Regions from separate parts of the Mus musculus genome. Here all the other regions are linked to region 2. Evidence: chromatin contacts called from public promoter capture Hi-C data. All regions are on one chromosome and are shown on one strand. Each heading gives the region's core, a stretch centred on a gene start, on an enhancer-like site or on the middle of the called end of the contact. The rest is flanking DNA. Distances are from core to core; before and after follow the strand shown.

Region 1 (2,872 bases), core at 192-2,691, 2.9 Mb after region 2:
ACCTAGAGGGCACCAAAGCCAGAAAAGCCTCTCTGCTTGTCTCAGAGTTTTTTGTTTGTTATTTTGAGACAGGCTCTCCCTACGTAGTTCTGGCTATCCTGGAACTTGTAGTGTAGATCAAGGTGCTTGGAACTCACATCCTTCTGCTTCTGCCTCCTGACTGCTGGGCTTAAAGGCATGCACTGCCATTGTGGTCTCAGGATTTCTTTCTATTCAGGTAAAGGACCCCAGACAGACAGACAGACAGACAGCTCTGATTGATAATATTGTCATCGGGGTTATTTAAGTTAACGTATACTCTTATAAAGCCACAAACAAACCTAGTCAGTAGGACATTCATAAAAGTACACTTTTGAATTGAATAATCCACGGAAAGTGGGTTAGATAGCATTTACTCCCATGCATGCTGAAAGAGACACCCAGTAATTTTCCTTCCCATGTCCAAGTCTTGGATAGTTGTTTTTTCATGCATCATGTTTTTTTTTAAAGTATATATACATATTTATTTTGCAGAAGGGCATGAGAAGTAGAGATAAAGGTTGTTTTAAAAATGTCTTGAACAGTGGATTTGTGCAATGACCTGTGAGGGTTCCTGGAGACTGGTTTTGCCCAAACACCTAGAGACATGTTCACACTTTCATGGTGCTCTACTACTTCCCAAAGCAGGCTTCTTTCTTTGTTGGACAGAAATAATCTTCAAGAAAACTTGTTACAAGAGACTAGGAAGTTTATTTTAACGGTTTCTTCCTAAGGCAGCCCAAGTTCAGCCCTTATATGGGTGTATTTGCCTGCCTTAGAGGTAGGGCTAGTTCACCGGTGAGAAAGCAAATGAGGGTACCTGCTGAAGTGGGGAGTGCCCCCTGCACTTGGGCGGGCCCCACAGACAAAACTGATCTTCCTTCCTCAGCCTCCCTCAACCCCAATTCCTAACTCACGTTAACCCTCTGCTCCCCAGTCTCCCACCACAGTCCACCCAAAGCATAGATCTAAGCGACATTCACAGTTTCTCCTTGATCTAATATTGTCCTTTCTCTAATATTGCACTAATCTTAAGACGTGGTGGACTCTGTCCCTGAACACTCCATTTCTGATTCTCTCCAAAATTCAGAGGATCACCTGCCCCTTCCCGGATCCCCTCACGCCCTGATGCTGACCCTACTCTCAGAGCAGAGTTCTTTAACTCTGCCATATATTTCTCTAACCTTTTGTCCCCACCTTAAAACGGTCCCTCGGTTTCTAGAATACACGGTTGTCCTGTCTTCCATGTCTTTCTCACCACGTGTCTCTCCCCGTTCGATTCCTAACGTGCCAAGGAGGGCGTCGTCCAGCAAGTAGCTGGAACTTTTGTTTTGTCACCTGTTCCAGCATGTGCACCCCGGGTGAACTGGCCCATGACTAGTTTCCTCTCCTTTCTTTCCCTCCGCGCGGGCGGCCACCACCTCCCAACTCTCTGACCCGTCCAGTCAGAGACCCTTTCCTGTGGCTACTGCACTTCTCTGGTCTCCACAAGTCACACTTGCACTGCGATGTTTCCCCCCTAGCACAGTCCGCTTTCTCCCCGTGGCTCAGCTCGCGCGCAGCCGGTGCACCAGGCGCACCTAGATCCGGGGACCTGGGACCCTGCTCCCCGCCGGGACCGGCGCAACCCGGCGCCGGAAGCCTCTGCGCCGCCCCTTCCTCGCGCCTCTGGCCTTATCTCCTTGCACAGGGGCCTCCGGGGAGTGGCGGGCGCCGGGAGGGAGCCAGCGGCATGGGCCGGGGTCCCCGGGGCACGCGCCGCTCTCCAGGATGCGGGTTGCAGCGGCTGCTGCGGCTCGTGCTGCTGCTCAGCCTAGCCCGCGGCGTCAGCGGAGAGCCTGGCACGGAAGGTGAGTGCAGGGTACTCGGCGCGCAGGACGCTTCGCGCTCCGGATCTGGAGGCGCAGAGTCGGGGCGTGGAAGGATCATGGAGGCGGAGCGGCGAGAAGCACGCCAGACTGCCCGCCCCGGGGACTGTGGGGTGTGTAGTGGAGGCGGCCCTGCTCCAACTCGCGTCTCCCGGAGTGGGTGGGGGTGGGGTGGGGACTGGACTCGGGTGGGGGTTTGGGGGACCGGTGCGCCGCGTGGAGGATGTGGGAGGGCGAGCCGCTGGTTCTACAGCTTCCAGTCTCCCTGGCTTTTGCAGGACAAATTCCTGACCTGTAGTGGCTCTCCCACCACCACCTGTCCCTTTCCTTATTTTTCACTTCCACGAAGAACTAAATGTTAAGAATGTAAAGAAGAATAAGGAAGTTTATAGGAAGAGTTTATCCTTTAGTTCATTCATCCATTCGTTTATTTAGTCTGTTTATCCATGCATTTGTGTATCCATCCATCCATCCATCCATCCATCCATCCATCCATCCATCCATCCATCCGTAGAAAGTCCTTTAATATCTTCCCTGGGTCAGATGTAACCGTGCAATGTTGGCGTTCTAGTGGTTCATAGTCCCAAGGAGAGAGGCAGGCAAATAGTCTGTGTTTTAGACAAATTGGGACCAGTGAGCGTGGTGGGATTTACCTGACACGGAGGATTCAAACAGGAAAATGAGGCGAAGTCTGCCCACATAATAGCAGAACGTGTCAAGTGCTCTGAGAAGGTGTACTGGTCAGAGGAGAGGACAACTGTGTTTTACTGGGCAGCCATTATGCATGAGACAAGCTGAGCGGTTCCTTGGATTTCGGAAAAGGGGAGGGGTGCCCCATTCCATAGTAAGAGGTCTTTAGAAATGTGTGTAAAAAGGAATCCAATGTGTGAGATAGGTAGAAAGATTGCCTGCCGTGAGTTCCAGGCCAGTCTGAGCTACATAGTGAGTTCCAGAGTAGTTTAATCTACAGTGTGAAACACTGTGAT
Region 2 (3,150 bases), core at 515-3,014:
GTTCCTGGAATAAACTTATCCATTCATTCCTACCCACTCAATTTCACAAGTTAAACAGAGCTACTGCTACAGGCTCCAGTCCTACCACCCAGATTCCAGTGTATCACTGCTTTACCAGTCAGATTTCACTGTTCTAACCATCTTAATCTGTAAAATAAACACAGGAAGCAGGCCAGCAGCCTTATCCTCAGATAAACAGGAATAATTTACTCACAAAAATTGTAAGTAACATATAATATTTCTAACTACACTATTTCCCCTTCCCCCTCCCCTGGAGTTTTAGACAATAGTACAGTCACCTTCAATGAACAAAAGAGACCAAGCAACCCAGACAGTTCACAGCCAGTACAGCATTTTTATCTTTCTGGAAGCTACCTATAAAAGACAAGAGCCACTGCTTGGCTCTTTGGGTCGCACGGGGGAAAAAAAAAACCGAGAGTAAATTAAGGAACAAGGGAACAAAGCTAAGTTATATTATTCAATCTAATAAAAAATTAATGAGAATCCACTGTGGGCAAGAAGACTTACAAGTTAGTAGTTCAAAAACTGTAATAAAAAGCCCCACAGGGGAAGTGCCAAGAGGTACAAAGTTCTCTGGGAGAGAGCTTCCAATCTCTTTAGTATCATCAGAAGAGACTAAAACATTCCGGAAAGGGACACTTACAGGATCAACCTGACTGGGAAGAAAACCAGAAAGAACTCCAATGAGAACTGTGGAAATGGACACTGGGACACACTATCTGCTTAGCCACAGCGTGGCTAAGCAAGATCGTTCAAAAAAAAAAAAAAAAAAACCCAAAAACAAAAACAAAACAGGCTAACCAAAGAAATATAGAAGAAAGACATGCAACAGAGTGGGCGAAAACTGGAGGCAGAAAAGTCAGCGACAACCAATGTTGACTTAAAACCTTGGCAACAAAACTCAGCTCAGCAAAACTGGATTGAGGACTTTCTACCTTCAAAGTCTCGTCCATCATCCACCCTCCCGAATATCCCAGCTCTTCTGGACCTCTCTTATCTGGACTTTAGAAACAGGGTCCTTTCCCAAGTCCTATGCCACACAGTCTAGTTAAGGGCCAGGCTTCCTCACTCATCAGCTCTCTAAACCCTGATACAAAGGACCAGGTCTGCTCTTCACTCTGTGTGACCTCGGACTAGTCACCCAAGTGGCTAGTTCTTCTGTCTTCTTGCCTGCAGATCAGTTTATTACGAAGAGACCCGGATCAGACTCGATGATTTCAGAGATTTAAAACCTTGAAAAAGCGCATATGGAGACACTGGACACGCGGTCCTTTGCGTAGATGGGGAAACTGAGGCACCGAGCACCCTGCCCTAAGGTCATAACAGCAATGTCGCTGTAAGATCCCTGCCACTGTTCGGCTCAGATCCCATGACTTCTAGTCCGGGGCTCTTTCTCCTTCCGCCCAGCTTAAGGGAGCTGCGGGGGGTCCAGGGTTCGGGAGGGAAAAGGACAGCGAACACGCCGGGTTTGGGAAAAGGAGGGGAGTGACCTTACCTTCACAGGGTAAGCCCCGCCGCCTTAGTCTTCCTCTCAGAACTGGATCCCCTAGTCCGGTACGGACTTCTACCAAGCCCCCGCCACTACTGCCCGGCTCGACGTGTCCCACGACCGCAGTAAAGGCCGCGGATTCCCGCCCTGGACCCGCCCCCTGGGTGATCCCACCAATCACCGCTCAGAACCTAGGAACTCCACCTCCTCGGAGGGCTGGTGAGGCCTTGCGTCACTGGGAGCTCACCTCCTCATTTGCCTTTGCTCCACCTCCTCCACCGCTGGGTCTCCTCTGGGCCTCACTACCCTGAGAGAGTTTGTCCTGCCGGAAAGCAGCTCGCCGCCACGGCGTTTTACGTTACCGGCGGTGACAGGCCCTGGGAACATCCAACTTCCTCCTCCCTTCAGCTGGGCGAAAGCCGACGTGATGTTCGGTGCCGGAGACGAGGATGACACCGACTTCCTCTCGCCAAGCGGCGGGTGAGTGATTGAGGAACGGGACCCGAGCGCTGGGCTGAGAGACTGGCGCGGTGGCTGCAGGGGTCGGGCTCTTCTCAGGCCGCTTCCCAACTTCCGGGTCTAGACAGACCCTCGGCGCGTTCCACCGCTCAGCCTTCGCATTCTGAGTAGCGGTGTCACCTCGGCCCGTCTGGGTTCAGGAACTGGAACCTCCCTTGACACCCTTTTGCTTTGTGAATCACACTTTCTCCAGTGAAATGGAGAGGATTGCTGGGGAGACTGCTTGCCTCGGAGTTTATATAGGAGTCAGCTCCTATAATAAATATACGAGCTGTAAACTCAAGAGACTTTCTCTTCCCCGAGAACAGGATGGTGACACTTTGAACCAGGACCTGGTGGGCCATCTCTGGCATCCTTCAAAGCCTACTTCAGAGGTTACCTTTTTGGTGATTCTTTGCTTTCACAGTCCCGGGAGGAATAGTCTGCTTCATCTTCCATATTTCCACAAGCCTTAGCACATGGAACCTACTGAAATCTAAGCCCTGACTGAACTGCTTATGGTTGCTCATTTCTGTCTAGGTCTCAGAACAGTAACTCCTGGTGCACATTGATTGCTCACGAAGTGCCTGCGAAATTATGCTTTTTAAGCCCTAAGGTGTAACGCCAATGGGAAAGACTATTCGTTTTCTTCTGCTTTCAAACATCATATATGCCATCTTGGGAGAGAAGTCTTTAACGGCAGGCTAGATCCACCCCACCCCCCCCCTTTAATAATTAGCTCAGTGTTTTCCCTTGCGTTGTCCTAGTGGACCTCATGTCTCCCTTCAGACTTGTTAACTGCAAAGCTCACATCTTTGCACAGCCCTTCTTTGAACGCCTGCTTTACAAGTTTTGTGCATAGTGATGAACCTACTTAAGAATGACTGACACATCATCCTACCAATAATGATTAGTCTCCTAGAATACTGGGCAGTCAATACAGGAGTGACCATAAGATGACTGGCTTTCTTTTGATTGTGTGTGTGTGTGTGAGAGAGAGATGTATGCATGTATGCATGTTGTGAACATCTTTGTTGAGGACAGAGGTTCAGTATCAGGGGTCCTTCTCTGTACACTTCCACTTTAGTTTTTGAGACAAGTTTTCTCACTGAACCTGAGTTTTCCATTTTGACTAGACTGGT
Region 3 (3,291 bases), core at 616-3,115, 2.8 Mb after region 2:
GGAATTCTATCTATAATATTATATTCCATAGATGTAACCATATGTGGTCATAGCTATGTGATGTTTTGTGTGGCATTGTTAATTATTTTGAATAGCTACAAATAATTTAGGCATCCACTATTTTGGAAAAAAACTTAAATAAAATATGGCACATTAAATCATGAAGTACTATGGGGTATTAAAATGAAGTAAATTAAAATATTGTAATTAAAAATAGTTAAAGTAGGCAGGCATATGTCAAAGTTCAAGGCCAGCCTGGTCTACAGAGTAAGTTTCAGGACAGCCAGGGCTACACAGAGATCTCAACCCTATCTTGAAAAACCAAGCAACTAACTAAAAACAAACACAAACAAACAAACAGGGAAATTTATTATAAAATATACCTCAAATACAGCAATAGAACACTCCATCGGCTGCTTCTCTCTCCCTTCCTCTTCTCTCTCCCTTCCTCTTCTCTCCTCTCCCTTCTTCTCCTGAGTGAGTGCTGGGATTAAAGTCATGTGCTATCACCACCTGGTCCGCTGCTTTTCTCTGACATTTTATTATTACTTTATTTTTCTGTGACCTAGGATGGCCTGAAACATACTATGTAGCTCAAGGTAGCCTTAAACTCAGGTAGGAATTATAGGCACAGTTATGTGCCTATATACCAAGTTGCTATTTTAAAATCCCATGTGGCAATGTAGGGTGGAAATGTTTCTAAACTTAATGTTTAGATTTAACATACAAAATGTTTTTTGACATCTTCTTGAAAAGGGGAACTGAAATTTCTTTAAAAATGACCTTCCTGAATTGCAAGCTGGTTATACTTTTTTTTTTTTTTTTTTTTAAAGAAGTGTCTACTTATTTTAAAGTAGGTAATCAGGAAAGAGATTGAAGTTGTTACTTCCTTTGAAATGGTGTGGGCAGACTTTGAAGACATGGCTTAAATGGCTCAAATTTCAATGATCTGTGAATTGAAAAAGCATTCCGTTCGTTCAGAAGTAGATGTGCTTTGAAAGAGGGGGAACGTGTGTTCTCACTAGTTATACACATTATATGTACTAAATAGCTGTTTTACGTTTTACGTGTAACTTGGTTTTGCTCATACTAGAGGAAAGGGTTTTGGTGCAAACAAAACATTTTCTGGCTGTGAAATTTCGGAGATCTCTCGCGTACCTGGGAAAACATTAATCCTTTCCAATCAGGCTCCCCCAGCCCCGCCCCGCGGAAGGATGAATAAATAAACTTATAAAATACTGGCATTGTAATGGCCATTAAATAGCTATGCAATGAAAGTTTCTTTTAGTATTTGATTGTTGGGTAGAAAAGCACTCAGATTAAAACCGTGTGAAAGTGAAGATGGACTTCAGTCCTGGGCAGTCTCATCTACTTCATTTCTTTCCCAACCACACCTATCCGTCCAGTGCAGGTCTCGGAGGTCAGGGTCTGGCGGACAGGCTACCGTCGCTGCTCTCAGGTCCGGAAAGACCACTGTCCACCCCTGCCCCGTGGACGTCGCGCGGGTCCCCTGCCGTGCTGCCAGCAGTGTCGCCCGCCAGTAGTAACTCTGCTCTGCTTCAAAAGTTCCCTGGGGTCCCCAGGCTTTTCTAGCCAGCACCGTTCAGGGCCCTAAGCCTGAGTCCCGGGAGCCGGAAGGCCCGCGGGCTTGTAGGAGGGCGAGTCGCGAAGCGGGAAGCACAAGGCGCGCGTTCCCGCGAACGCAGGCGCGACGCTGGGCGGGGGGCGCGCACGCGCGCGGAGGCATGGGCGGGGGTGGTGGTGTCGGGGCGGGGCAAAGAGGCGAAGGCGGGAAGAGGGCGCCCTGGAGTCCAGCCGAGCCCCGGGAGGGCGTCGACGCCGAGGGGGCGGGGCCAGGCGAGGCGGGAACGCGCTCGCGGGCCGGGAGGGCGGGGGCGCGGCGCTGGCGAGAGCGTGCCCGGTCCCCGCCCCTGTTTCCCACTCTTCCTTCCACCTCTGACCGGCCGGAGCTGCGGAGCGGCTCCGCTCGCTGGTTTCCCGGAGCCGCCGCCCGCTTTCTCCGCCCGCGGTGAGCCCGTCAATCCCCGCACAACGCGCTCCTCCATCTGGGCCATGGATGGGTAAGTGCCGGGTGGCCGTTCCGGGGCTGCGCTGGCCTCGTTTCCTCTCGGCGACGCGTCCCGCCGAGGCCGGGGAGCAGGGCGCGACGCCGGCTAGCGGAGGAGCGGCCCGGGGCTAAGCCCGACGGCAGGGACCTTGGGAGCGCGGGGGTCTGTCCGCCGCGGTCTCCGCTTCCTGCGCGCGGCGCCCCCGTCACGTCCGCCCCTCGCAGCCTCGGGGCGCCTTCGGGAAGCAGAGACGAGCCAGGGCCGGGGTGCCGGGCCGGACTCCCCACACTTCCTCTCAGAAAATGGTGCGCGGCGCTGGCGGGGGCGGAGGCTGAGGCGGCCGCGGCGCTCGGGGAGTTGCTGTTTACCGGTGGGGTGGGGCGCGCGGCGGAGCTTTCCCCCGGCGGCGGGCCCGGGCGAGCGGCGACAGCCGTCTGGGCGGCGACCGGGTCTCGAACTGCGGGCCCGTGCGGGTCTCGGAACCGGCGGGGTCTCCCGATTTGGGCTGTGAGATACGTTAACCACTTCTAAATACCGAGCGTCTGCACTTTATCACCAGGGACGCTTCCTCTTCGTTCCCCACCCCCAAGAAACTTCGTGAATTCGCCTCGGGCGATGTCAGATATTGTGTAAGTGTAGATTTCCGGGCGCTTTCAACTGCTCGGTTTAAATGGGGTCTGTGACTAAAAGGGGGAAAAAAAAAAGAAAAAAGAAAAAAAAAAAAAGATTTACAGTCACCTTTTCCGAGCTCGTAATTTCTCTGGGAACTCTGGAACATGGGGCAGGACCTGATGTATTTTAATAAAAAGCGTGAATTGAGGGTCATATAGTCAAGATTAAAAAAAACCACCAACAACTCCAAGTCAATTAGAAATTCCACCTTTTATTTATTTAAACCTTTGCCGTTTGAGTTGTTCCTTAACCCCCTCCCCCGCCGACTTTTGTTGACAAGGATTCTATAAACTGCGGAATGGTGGAGCATATAACTTGTTTGAAAAGTAAAATACATTTAGTAACTTGCCGCGTAGTTGATCATACGTGTTTAAGTGAGGACACTAGAATTTTACAATTTTTGCCCTCGTTAGGTTTCGTTTATCTTAATTTCACAATATTGTGATATATGGTTTATCTCATTTGAATGCAGATTGCACACTGCTGCAGATATCAAAGTGCAATTTTAGATTTTGATTTATGGTTGTGATGCTCTTTAAAGTATTTTTAT
Region 4 (3,039 bases), core at 396-2,895, 2.7 Mb after region 2:
ATTTTCTTTTTAAAGGAATCTTCCATTTTCTCCAAATGGCTGTTTAGTGCTCCTCAAAACTATTAAAAACAAAAACCATTTCCCGGTAACAGTCAGACTTATGTATGTCAATATGAATTCTCACAGTAGACAAAAATAAAGTTTCTAAAAGTGAGGAACAAACAGATTAACATAGTGCATAACCCAATACCTACATAGAAACGTGAGTCTGTGAAATGAATTTTATGAATGCTTAATGTACTTCATTTATTATTTGATCATTTATGAACACATAGCAACTGTTCACGAAGTAAGCCAGCTAATCAAATAAGAAAAAACAGAGCTACTACCTTCCACCTTTCAAAACACTATATCTAACGTACAACAACCCTACCCTTGGTTTGTACGCATGTAAGGAATAAATGTATCATGTAAAATAAGGAAATACCGCTGGGAAAAATCACTTCTAACATCACGTTCTCTTCATATGCTATGAAAAAAAAAAAAATCTCCTATCTTAAAACGGAAAACAAAGGTTTTAGCCTGCATGGAAAGACTATCATTGTTTTACTCTCTAATGCAAGCCCTACCATAAAAGCTGTCACTACATGACACTCCAATTAACTGTTTAGTAGGTAGACTACTCTATCGGTGATAATCCTAAGGACCACAAGAAAAAACTTTACTCCACAACTTCAAAACAATTTCTTTAAAAATATTAAAAAAAAAAAAAATCAGCCATGTTCGATTTTCTCCATTTAAGTCACTGCCTGACCTTTAACATTTTAAATTAAAGTCAGCCGTAAGAAAACCACAAACATTTTTTGTTTGTCTGTTTGTTTGTTTGTTTGTTTCATCTGATGTGTTTGTTGCTGGTCAGCTCAACCTCCTCTCTCCAGGACACTAGGTTTCTTGATCTATTTGATAACAAACCCAAATCACTGTGCGCAGCCTCAGATTGGGGGGAGCTTTTGGGAGAAAGCCCTCCTCCGTTAGAAACAATAAATAAGGGAGCAAAGCGCCGCACGTTCCTTTACACGCCCCACACGCACCTCCCGGTACCTCCGGACAACCAAGCTAGTCCGGCAGAGCCCCGAGGTGTCTCAGACTCTGCAACTAGCTAGGCAGACCGTTCCTCCTCCGTCCCGCCCTCCTGCCCAGCTCGGGGGACGCCGGCGCACCGACAGTCCCCGCCAAGACGCCGCCGGCCGCGAACCGGTGCGCGCCCCGCTCTGCGCCCGCAGACCCCTCCGCCCCTAGCGCCCTCCCGCCTCGCTGGCCCGGAGCAGACAAAAGGAAGGTTCTGAGGGTCACGGCGCGGCCGCCCACACACAAAGAGGCCCCGCGCCCGCGTGCTCCCCAGCCCCGCGCGGGCTCTCACCCACCTGCAGGTGTCTGTGCGTCTGTCCATAGGAACGCGGGCGGTGGGGCCTGCGGGAGCCCGGCGGCCCGAGCTGGACGGGGAGGGACGGCGGGACGGAGGGCGGCAGCACCACAGCCGGAGGCCCCGGGGCCGGAGTCGGTGAACCGGGAAGGGCGCCCCACGGGCTGCGCGGCGGGTGACGGCGGTGGTGCGATGAGAGGGGGGGGCGCAGGCGCCAGCCTGGCTCGGCCACCGGCGCGCGCCGCTCCGTGCGCCCCGGGCTCCGCGCGCCCGGCTTGGAGCGCGGGGGCGGGGCCGCGCGGGGCGGGGCCGGAGAGGGGCGGGGCGGGGGCTCGGACCCCAGCTTCAGCCGGCACCGGAAGCGCTCCTCAGGCGGCGGGACCTACAGGAAGTGTGTAGCGACGCCCGCGGAAGGCGCTCGACCCGCGGCGCTCGCTGCCCTGAGGGGGCGCGGGCCAAGCTCCTGTCAGCGACGCGAGCAGCCCGGAGCCGGCCGAGCTCGGCCCCCGTCGCTCCGACAGGTACAGAACCCACGCACGGTCTGTGCCACTTTCCACGCGTGTCCGCTGTCCTGGCCTCCGCGCACTTCAGCCTAAACACTTGAAGTAAGCAGAGCTTGATCGCGTTAGAGGTGTGTGACACCTCAGACAGAGTTGTGCCGGGTGGCCTGGGACCCGCAGTGTACTTACTCCATAGTGTCCTAATGTCCCACCGCATCGCATCCACACACACATCTAATAAACTGGAGTTCCCAGGGAAAAAAATAAAGAATAGTGCAAGGTGTTAAAGATTCTACACGCCTTAATAATTTATTTATTGCCTACCCATCAAACTTAATACCCTCATGACCTTAGGAAACTCTTTAATATGTCTTTTTTAGCAGTGGCTAAAAAAGTGGTTAAGAGCACTGGCTGCTCTTCCAGAACACCAAGTTGATTCCCGGCAGTATCTCACAACAGTCTGGAGTTCAGTCCCCGCGGTACGACAGAGCGGTGCAGACGTACATGCTGGCAAAACGACCACTAATAATAATAGTAGTAGTAATAGTAAAAAGAAGGAAGAAATGTATTGTCAGCTGACCTCTAGCTTCCACTGATTCAAAAGCTACAAATCTCATCAGTACCTGAAACTTGTAAATTTGGCCCACTTTGCTGTAATCCACCAACCTGCAGGCCTTGCCATTTGGTAATTGCCTTGATTTTATGACTTCCTTTTTTCTGTAAATAATAATAATAATAATAATAAAAGCTAATGTAACTACTTCCACAGTGGAGCATGTCTTCCAGGGTAATCTGAATCCATGTTGCTGGCCATCATTTGTATTTGGCTCAAGAGTAGACTCACTGAGCTCAGAGCTGTACTTTGGCATCTACACATTCATCCCACCCCAGGAGTGGGGCCGTTGTAACAGCTAAAACTCTCAGAGGTGCTCTGATACACAAGGCACTAAAAGCTACCTACACAGCATGGCACCACTGAGACAAGGCTGTGTGTTTAAAAACCCCTTTCATAGCACCTCCCAGATATGTCTGTGCCAAGCACTTAGTAAGTTGTTAATTCAGTTAGTCCTAGGAACGCTACAAAACTGGTGCTACTAACATTACTATTCTATAGAAAATTTGATACAAAATGTAATTTTTTTTATGTGTGTGGGGGTTGTTCTGCTTGCATGGATA

The links. Promoter capture Hi-C pulls out the DNA fragments that hold promoters and counts their contacts.
Region 1: a promoter capture Hi-C map of liver shows a contact between it and region 2, with 5 times the contacts expected there. The contact joins the promoter of Susd1 here to the promoter of Fkbp15 in region 2. A contact is called at or near these places in 2 of 39 promoter capture datasets (hippocampal neurons and liver).
Region 3: a promoter capture Hi-C map of hippocampal neurons shows a contact between it and region 2, with 4 times the contacts expected there. The contact joins the promoter of Ptbp3 here to the promoter of Fkbp15 in region 2.
Region 4: a contact with region 2 is called in a promoter capture Hi-C map of hippocampal neurons, with 3 times the contacts expected there. The contact joins the promoter of E130308A19Rik here to the promoter of Fkbp15 in region 2. A contact is called at or near these places in 4 of 39 promoter capture datasets (cranial neural crest, embryonic stem cells, hippocampal neurons and 1 more).

Annotation. Positions count from the first base shown.
Region 1 is chr4:59,437,202-59,440,073 of GRCm38.p6, reverse strand. It overlaps Susd1 (sushi domain containing 1), which reads left to right and starts at 1,441. Exons shown (of 17, transcript NM_001163288.2): 1 at 1,441-1,868. The coding sequence starts at 1,751.
Region 2 is chr4:62,359,210-62,362,359 of GRCm38.p6, reverse strand. Fkbp15 (FK506 binding protein 15) reads left to right here and starts at 1,764. Exons shown (of 28, transcript NM_001045528.2): 1 at 1,764-1,990. The coding sequence starts at 1,938. Slc31a1 (solute carrier family 31, member 1) reads right to left here and starts at 1,659. Exons shown (of 5, transcript NM_175090.4): 1 at 1,517-1,659.
Region 3 is chr4:59,547,938-59,551,228 of GRCm38.p6, reverse strand. Ptbp3 (polypyrimidine tract binding protein 3) reads left to right here and starts at 1,865. Exons shown (of 14, transcript NM_178164.3): 1 at 1,865-2,081.
Region 4 is chr4:59,624,817-59,627,855 of GRCm38.p6, reverse strand. E130308A19Rik (RIKEN cDNA E130308A19 gene) reads right to left here and starts at 1,645. Exons shown (of 4, transcript NM_001015681.2): 1 at 1,365-1,645.